Regions from separate parts of the Mus musculus genome. Here region 1 is linked to region 2. Evidence: chromatin contacts called from public Hi-C data. All regions are on one chromosome and are shown on one strand. The core of a region is the stretch at or near the end of the contact, and the rest is flanking DNA. Distances in the headings are between cores, read along the strand shown.

What was found. A called contact is a pair of places that touch in the nucleus more often than the background predicts.
Region 1: a Hi-C map of B cells shows a contact between it and region 2, with 6 read pairs. The contact joins the promoter of Coq8b here to the promoter of Zbtb45 in region 2. A contact is called at or near these places in 1 of 39 promoter capture datasets (cranial neural crest) and 1 of 484 Hi-C or Micro-C datasets (B cells).

What each region holds. Positions count from the first base shown.
Region 1 is chr7:27,230,990-27,235,681 of GRCm38.p6, forward strand. It overlaps Coq8b (coenzyme Q8B), which reads left to right and starts at 2,024. Exons shown (of 15, transcript NM_133770.2): 1 at 2,024-2,184; 2 at 2,476-2,583; 3 at 2,713-2,832; 4 at 2,952-3,018. The coding sequence starts at 2,479.
Region 2 is chr7:13,007,534-13,012,548 of GRCm38.p6, forward strand. Zbtb45 (zinc finger and BTB domain containing 45) reads right to left here and starts at 2,319. Exons shown (of 3, transcript NM_001360833.1): 1 at 2,103-2,319; 2 at 1-796. The coding sequence starts at 796.

The sequences.
Region 1 (4,692 bases), core at 774-3,273, about 14 Mb after region 2:
TCAGATCTGGAGTTGAGCTTACAGGTAATTGAAGCTACCTGGACACTAGGAACTGAACTCGGATCCTTTGGAAGAAAAGCAAGCATTCTTAACTGCTGAGCCCCAACTCCAGCACCTTGGGGGTTTGTGTGTGTGTGTGTGTGTGTGTGTGTGTGTGTGTGTGTGTGTGTGTGTGTGTGTGTGATAGACTTTCCCTGTATTCTTGGCTGTCCTGGAACTCACAGAGATCCTCCTGCCTCTGTCTCCTGAGTGCTGGGATTAAAGGCCTGTGCCATCACCACCTGATACCTCTTGTTTTCTAATGCCGAGGCTCACACATGCTGTATCACTGACATATACCTGCAGCTCCATGCTTTCCTCTTATTTATTTTGAGGTAGGGTCTCAAGTAGCCCAGTCTAGCCTCAAAACCAAGGATAGCCTTAAATTCTTGCTTTCCCCGCCTCTTTCTTCCAAATGCAGGGATTATAGACATGCACCACCATGGCTGCCTTCATGATCCCAGTGTACCAGGGAGAGCTTTGAGTTCAAGTTCTACCCTTTCCTTGCCCTTGTTTATGTCATCTGCAATGAACTCAGATACATGGAGTTTGTGGTGCGAGGCCACTGTGAGCAGTGGCCCTGTGGGATTATCCACTGAGGTGATTTTTCAGCCTGTCCCTTATGGCAAGCAGCCTGCAGCTCCTGAGTCAGACCCTCACCTTTGGAAGAGGACTGGAGGTGCTTTCAATCTTGAAATTGAGTCACCCATTGGAGGGACATTGGGCACAGGCCCAAGGTTTCAGGATGAGTCATCTCTTCATAGGCTAATAAGAAGTCAGATACGGGAACCCACCTCAGACATCATACAAGTTAGAGAACATGAGGTCCAGAGAAGGAGGAGGGCTCTTCTGAGGTCACACAGTAAAGGGACAGACTTTCCCAACAAAGGGGGTGGGGCTAGACAGCGACAGTAGGGTGCCGTGAGGAACACATCTCTTCAATTGTGGGAAAGATGTCCCAGCCACCAGCTGTTTCTATTCCAGACAGCAAGAGGAGTGAGTCAATTTTCTCTCATGCCAAGGCTCCTGACTCAGCGCTGGGAATCTTGACTGAGTGTGTTCTGGGAAATGTCAGGCCTTAAGGAAGCAGGGTTCCCACTGAGGGCCATCTCCTAAGTAGGCAGAGTGGAGAGTAGACTGCAGGAGGGAACACCGGCACAGTATGCCGCCAAGGGGAGTCATGGTGAAGGCAGAGAAGAGTTCCTAAGCAAGGCAGTGGATTTATATGTGCCAGGAAGGAGGCTGGGTGCCAGGACGTGGGTGTTGGTACAAAGTGGAGAGGCTCCATGTGCAAGGGAAATGTTTGCTTGGAAGAATATGTGTTTAAAGATTTCTGGGGTTGGGGCTGGCGAGATGGCTCAGCGGGTAAGAGCACTGACTGCTCTTCCAGAGGTCCTGAGTTCAATTCCCAGCATCCACATGGTGGCTCGCAACCATCTGTAATGGGATCTGATGCCCTTTTCTGGGGTGTCTGAAGACAGCTACACTGTACTTACATATAATAAATAAATAAATCTTAAAAAAAAAAAGATTTCTAGGGTTGTGGCTCAGTGGTCAAGAATCGTCCCTGGAATGCACAAGGCCCTGGATTCGTGCATCCGTGGTGGCAGGGGTTGGGGGAGGATGTCCAAATACATAGGATAGATTTTGAGCTTGGCAGGCGGAAATGTAAGTGGATATAATGGTTCAGACCTGCAATTTCAGCAGGTGGGAAGTGGACGCAAGAAGAGAGAGACAGAGAGAGAGACAGAGAGACAGAGACAAAGAGGGACAGAGAGGGACAAAGGAGGGTAGAAGAATTCTGTCAAGAAGGACCATTGGTCAGTACAATGAGCTCACGTGCGCACCGACTAACACAGAAGACCCACAGAGCCTTAGCCTAGGTTCCACCCCTTGCCACGCCTCCTCAGCGGGGTGAGTTTTTGCAAACGTCGGCGAGCTGCTGTGCTACCATTGGCTAGCTGATCAAAGGGGGCGGGTGTGCGGACGTTCCCGGAAGCTTAAGAGGCCCAGCGGGTGCTAGACCTGGAGCCTAAACCTGGTGGACTGGGTGCTTAGCAACGGGGGAGGTGCCCCGTAACGGGGTCGTAACGGGGTGTCTAGGCAGGGGGCAGCACAGGAATTGTGAATGCTTAACAGCCCAGGGTAAGGCGATGCCTAGCAACGAAAGGGGCGCTGAGAAGTAGAGAGTTGTCCTGGCGGCTCTGTGGACGTCTAGCAACGGGAGAGAACCTTAGCAACAGCGAGGAGTTTTGTGGGGATTGGGGAGGCGCTTATGGAAAACTTGAGTTCTTAGCAACGTGGGCGGGCTGGGGGGGGGGGGGTAACTAGAAGAAACCTGGAAATAAAAGGGGAAAAGATATGGGGGTTAGGGGGGCTTTTCCAACAAGAGCGCAAAGCAGGAGGCCCAGTACTGTAATCCTTATTATTTCTTAGGCAATGTGGCTGGAGCTAGGTGCCATGCTGCGCAGGACCTGTGGACCGCTGGGCAGGGCTGTTCGTCTGCCCTGTGGGGGGGCCCTAGGACCTAGGCCCCACTGGTGGGTAAGAGGCTGAGGAGGGGGCCTCCAAGGAAAAGAGGTTGAGGGAAGGGGGGTGGGGAGTAGGTAAAATGATGTAGATGGGTCTAAAAAGGATTAGACCTTCATTCTTTTAAAATCCACTTCTCTGCAGGGGCCATGTAGGAGTTGCTTGGCCCAAAGTGTTCATCAAGACCAGCCTGGAAGAGGCCTCAGTGAAGATGACATTCGCAGGGCACGGGAGGCCCGGCTCAGGAAGGCACCCCGGCCCCAGGTATCATTGCTTCCTCTTCCCCCTCCCCCATGATAGTCTGAGGAAAGTGGCAGCAAGTCTGCAGGGCTTTTCTGCCATCTTGTCCACCTTCCCTACCTCACACCTCTCCTCTTTCTCAGCTGAGTGATCGCTCTCGTGAACGCAAGGTGCCTGCCTCCCGCATCAGTCGCTTGGCCAGCTTTGGGGGTAGGTGTGACCTCGATCAGAGAGAACATTTACAGGTGAAGCAAGGGAAAGGGTGAATCAAAGACAGGGTTAGGAGGGAGAGAGAGACAAGGAAAAACAGAACGTAGACCTTACTGTTTATTGAGAACCTGATGTGAGCAAGGTCTTGTAGGCTAGGCCTGTGTTTATTTCTTCTATTGATGGAGGAGTGGGGGCTGAGAGGTGAGGTGGCAGGACTTTAGGTTCCGCAGCAAGATTGTTCAGACATGTATGAAACAAAAAGTAATGTGTTGCAACCAACCCTCCAAAAAGGAAAGGAGGTGGCCAGGACACCCACCTGGAATTTCAGCAGTTGGGATGTAGGTAGGAGGGAACAGGATGATCAAGGGTTCAAGGTCATTCCTGGCAACATAGAGAGTTTGAGGCCGCCTGTACTACATGAGACCCTGTTTAAAGGAGAGAAAGGTAAAGAAGGGAGAGAGAAAGAGGGAAAGGGCCATTGTAATCCCTGTTCTTGAGAAGCTAACACCGAGAGATTGAAAAGCCAAGCCTGGGAGTGCATGGCTGGAGGCTCAGCTGCCTGCTCGGTTACTACTGTAGGACTGCTTGCACTCACAAATTCAAGACCAGCCTGGCATCACAGACCTTGTCTAGGGAAGAAGGAAAAAGAGAGAGAGGAAAGAAAGAAAATAGCATATAAGAAAATATAATGGGCAGTGGTGGCACACGCCTTTAATCCCAGCACTTGGGAGGCAGAGGCAGGCAGATTTCTGAGTTCGAGGCCAGCCTGGTCTACAAAGTGAGTTCCAGGACAGCCAGGGCTACACGGAGAAACCGTGTCTCGAACACCCACCCCCACTCCCCAAAATATAAATGTTGAATATGGATACATACGTGTTTTTGCTTGTTTGTTTTGTTTTGTTTTTCTAGACAGGGTTTCTCAGTATAGTCCTGGCTGTCCTGGAACTCACTTTGTGCTGGGATTAAAAATAAATAAAATACAAATAAAAAATAAATAATTTTTTTTTTTCGAGACAGGGTTTCTCTGTATAGTCTTGGCTGTCGTGGAACTCACTTTGTAGACCAGGCTGGCCTTGAACTCAGAAATCCGCCTCCCTCTGCCTCCCGGAGTGCTGGGATCAAAGGCATGCGCGCACCATGCCCGGCTCATACGTGTTTATACACATATGATTTGTTTGTTTTTGAAGCAGAGTCTTACCATGCAGCCCTAGCTGGTCTGCAGCTAGGCCGGCCTGGAACTCAGAGATCTGCCTGCCTCTGTCTCCCGAGTGCTGGGATTAAAGGCCTGCACCACTGCACACTCCTAACACTCCCCAGCACAAACATGCTTTTTGTGATGATATCTCCTGTAACCTGGCCTGGCCTCAAAGCCCCAATCCCGACTCCTCCTTCCAAGTGTTTGGATCAGTGTTCATACAGTTGGTGGTTGGTGTGGCCACTCCTGAACCAACAGTGTTAATGCGTTTCGTTCTCACCCCCCCCCCCCTGTGAAACCTGTTTGACAGGAAAGCTCACATCTTGCAGAAAGGGAAACTGAGGCTCAGAGAAGTTAAGTAAACTGCCCTATCATAATATCTGAACTATGGCAACAGATTTTTTTTTCTGTCAGCTTATAAAGGGAAAAAAAACCAAAAAACAAAACCAAAATGAGTTCATATGCAAGTGCAGGAAGTA
Region 2 (5,015 bases), core at 1,069-3,568:
TGATGCCAGTGGATGCAGGGGGATCCTCTCGAGCGCTGTCAGCTGCAGTGGTAAGGAAGCCCCCTGCACAGTCGGGGAAGGCAGGGGGAGCCTGGCCCTCACCCGGGCCGCCGCCGCCTCCTTCACCTTCTTCAGCGTCGGTTTCTTCATCCGTTTCCTCATCGTCATCCTCTTCACCTCTGTCTTCAGGCGCGGCAGTCAGCGCTGGCTCCGCATCAGGCCCCTCAGCCTTGATGGGTGCTGGGGGTGCAGGTAGCTGAAGACGCGCGGGCTGGCGCTGCTTGCGGCTGTGCGCGGCGTTGGGATGACCCGGGGGGCGGGCGGCCAGCAAGTGGCGCAGACGGTGGCGCAGCTGCGCGGGTGCTAGTGGAGGGGGCACGGGTGGTGGCAGAGGCGCAGGCGCCGGGGTGTTGGGGACACGGGCACGAGCGATGATCTGTGTGCACTCGTCAATGACGGTCTGGATGCGAAGCACCGACGCTGCAGTGAGTACCTGCAGCGCTTCGCCCTGTGCCACCACCAACGAGCCGCTGTAAAGGAACTCGACCAGCTGGCGCACTGTCTGCGCAGGCACCACTGGTGGCACACGAATCTCTGAGTGGCCGAGCAGCAGTTTATCCTGAAAGAAGGGTGAGCCAGCGGCCAGCACACAGCGGTGAGCACGCAGAGAAGCCTCACGGATGCGCACGGTCACATCACAGAAGTGACCGCCTAGCCTCTGCCCATTGAGGGTCTCCAGTAGTGAGCGCGAAAAGTTCTGTAGGTGGATGTGGTGCACTGCCTCTGTGGCTGCCATCTGCAAGAGGAGGAGACAATGCGGATGGCTGTTTTCTTTTCTAGTCTACCCTAGTCAGATTTCCATATCCTAGTACCACGAAGGCCCCAAGCAGATCTATGACTACCTCAAGAACCAGGTCCCATTAACTACTGTTATGTGGAGGTTTTCAGAAGGGTGGGGAGGCAACTTGCCTCCTGGCCGAATCATTTAGGAACACCCCTTGAGGCTGAGGATTTGTGCCTGCCATACCCAAGGGAAGCAAATAAACAGTACATATAACAAGGCCTTTGCAACCTTGTTTCTTCTTTGCATCACCTGAGAGGTGCTAACTTTGGGCTTTGAAAATGCACCAGTGATGTGAAAGGCCAGCAAGCTGAAATTCAGTGTTGTTTAGCAATCCCCATAGTTCTTATGAACCCGAGACTATCATCCTGGCACTAATCATACTGAGGGAAGACAGATTCTTCCATCACACACACACACACACACACACACACACACACACACGCACACGCACACACACACACACACACACACACACACACACGCCCTCCGCAAAGGAGCTGGGAATCAGAATTGTCAGTTAACCCATCAAGCAAATATCTCCAGGTCTCTGGGCCTGTTTCCTTATTCAGCAAACAAGGGTGTTTCCCTTGGATCAGATTGCATACACTGCTCTAAGGGAAGAGAATCAAGATTCAGGATTCGCCCTGACCACCAGCCTGTCTCTCTAGGACAGACCCAGAGCAGGGCCCCATTTAATCCTGCCCCTTACAAAAGGACTACTGAGATCTCAGACTCAACGATTCTAGATCCTTAACACAAAAACACCCTTCCCTTTCTCTCGGAGTATTGCACACATTGTGTCAGTTACCACTGGCCTGGCCTACTGGAAGTCGCCATGCAGGGTCCCTTCCACACTCCCACCTCCAGGCCTTTCCCTCACGTGGCCGCCAGAGGGAGCCTGCGAACCGGGTTTATCTGGGACCTCTATGATGATGAATTAATTCTTCAAACCCACCAAGGCTTTGAACCTGTCTCTGCCAAGCGGCCTCCTTTTTCAAATAATATGCCAACCCATAACTCTTCCTCAACCCCATCCATACCCTACTTCTCGAACGCCCGGACTCCTCAGATGCAGCAGAACCTTCCTGAATGCCTCAGAACAAAGGCACACTCTCCCACATCTCCTACAGCATTCTCGCTACAACTCCCTCACCCATGCCATGCACCTTGTTCCATCAGCCTGTCTCACTCCCACCCTATCTATGCCAGAGTCCCCTTCAGGCCCGCTACATCTACCCCCAGTTTCCCGCCTCCGCACCCTGCCCCGATCCTGCAGCGCCCTCTTGTGTTCGCAACGTGCACACCGATCCTCACGCAGGCGTGCCGCTCCTGGCACGCCCCAGCCTTCTCTGGGACTCTGAGGCAGGGGGATGCCCGCTCGACCCCACCTCCGACTCCTCAGGCAGCAGGTCCTGCAGGTCCTCCTGCTTGTCAACTTGAAGGCCGCACTTCCGGGCGCTGAAGCGGAACAGATAGCCTCGGCACAGGCGGAACGATAGTCGGGAGCACGTTTCCGGTGTTCCTCTTTAGACTAGGCAGTCGTTGAGCAGAACTTCCGGTCTGGTCCGCGCCACAACCAAAATCGCAGAAGCTGGGGACCGAAGAGCTGGGGATCAGTAGGCAGAAGGAGCAGGAGTCCGTCGTCTCCAGGCTGATCCGAGCGAGCTGTCAATCACTCCTCGGGCCACGCCCTCAGTACTCTCAGCGGGTCTGGAGAGGGCGCTGGATGGAATCCAGAGGCTTTTTTTTTTTCTCCCAGGTGGCTTTTCTCTTACACGGGAAAAGTTTCTCTCTCTCTCTCTCTCTCTCTCTCTCTCGATTTATTTATTTTCTATTTATTTTATGCGAGTACATTATTAACTCTCTTCAGACACACCAGAAGAGGGCATCAGCTCCCATTACCGATGGCAGTGAACCGCTGAGCCATCTCTTCAGCCCCGAGAAGTTTCTCTTGAGTCACTTCTGCTCGCACCCCAGATGAAGAAGCTTTGCAGAGCTTCCCTGCAGTCATCTAAAGAACACAGGCCCACCTTCCCAAGGAAGCCTCCTCATTCGGTGCTCCCACCTCACCCCACCCAGACTCTCGGGAATTCGCTGCTCTATAAATGAATGGTTGAAGAACCCCAGCTTGGCCACAGATCAGAATAGAATGTAGGACACGAAGTGGGCTCGGAAGTAGTCAGATACCAAGGAGCAGGGACTAAGTGCGTAGAGGGAGAGAACAGCCAGAGAGTTGTCCAAGCGGGGCTCCTACGTGGTCCTTTTGTTGTCCAAGACACCCATGAACCAAACCTCTCAAGTGGTGGGTTGGCCTTCCCTTCCCCTCTGTTCTTGGGGCAATCAATCAACCACTATGTAAGGCAAAAGAGAGGCATAGAGCTCTGGGCCTCCGTGTGAATGGTACTGAGGAATCTAGTGGGTGGTGCCGCATGAGGAAGATGTCAGGATGTTTTGTTCCCCATCCTGGACCCATGCTGGGTAGCTGTGTTGTATGTGTGTTTGAAAGTCTGGGGAAGCCAGGCGGTGGTGGCGTATGCCTATAATCCCAGCACTTGGGAGGCAAAGGCAGGAGGATCTCTGAGTTCGAGGCCAGCCTGGTCTACAAAGTGAGAGTTCCAGGATAGCCAAGACTATACAGAGAAACCCTGTCTCGAAAAACCAAAAAAAAAAAAAAAAAACAAAAAAAAAAACCTCAGAGGTTGAGGCAGGAGCGTCAGAAGTTCAAGGTCACCCCCCAGATATCAGAGTTGAGCCCAATCTGGGTTACATAGGATGCTATAGGAGGGGGGGGACCCTCAAAATTTAACAGCTAGGAATGCTTGTAATCCTATTACTTGAGAGGGAGAAGCTGGACGAATGGGAGTTTAAGACAGCCTCAACCATAAGAACCTGCTTAGCAAAACAAAACAAAAACAATAAAAAACACCCAAGTAAATGAGCTGGGACAATTGCTTGCATGCATGAGATCCTGGGTTGAAATAATTAATAGCAGGCTAGAGAGATGGCTCAGCAGTTAAGAGCACTGACTGCTCTTCCAGAGGTCCTGAGTTCAACTCCCAGCAACCACATGGTGGCTCACAACCATCTGTAATGGGGTCTGATGCCTTCTTCTGGTGTGTCTGAAGACAGCTACTGTATACTCATATATACATTAAGGAAATAAATCTTTTTAAAAAGAGAGAGACAGAGGGGAAGGAAGGAAGGAAGGAAGGAAGGAAGGAAGGATGGATTAACAGCAAAATGACAAGCATAATGGTCTGGCACCTTTATCTCTTAAGATTCTTAGCCCAAGAAAGAGATCTTGCGGGCTGGAGAGATGGTTCAATGGGTAAGAGCACCTACTGCTCTTCCGAAGATCCTGAGTTCAGATCCCAGCAACCACATGGTGGCTCACAACCATCCCTAATGAGATCCGATGTCCTCTTCTGGTGCATCTGAGGACAGCTACAGTGTACTTAGATATAATGATAAATACATCTTTTTTAAAAAGAAAGATAGATAGAAAGAGACTTTGCCTTCGCCCGCTAAATCACTCCCTTCACACTGGACAGCCTTTCTCTTTGCTCATTTCTCCTCAGCAAATGGACCCTTCTCTGTGCCCATGTGGTTCCCTCACATTTTTTTTTTCCTTTTTTTTTTTTCTGGTTTTTCGAGACAGGGTTTCTCTGTATAGCCCTGGCTGTCCTGGAACTCACTTTGTAGACCAGGCTGGCCTCGAACTCAGAAATCCACCTGCCTCTGCCTCCCAAGTGCTGGGATTAAGGCTTGCGCCACCATGCCCAGCTTCCCTCACCTTCTTATTAGATTGCTATGCCACCAGGCTCTCCTTATCTTGAGGCTTCTTAATCTTCTGTCATGTAAATTGTATCCTCCATCTTGGAGCCTCCTATAGTAACACACAGGCACAGCCCTATCCTGGGCTGCCTTTGAGCTTTACATTATAGGCCTATAAGCATCATCAAGTTAATCTGAGAAGAAGGAGTTCGAAATCTAAAACCATCCTCCCAAATCTACCCAGGGTGGCACATGCCTTTAACCCCAGCACTCCTGAGCAGAGGTGGGCAGATCACTGTGAGTTCCAGGCCACTCTAGTCTACCTGGTCTACAGCCTTCTAGAACAGCCCGGGCTACACAAAGAAATCCTGTTTCGGAAAAACAAAAACAAACAAAA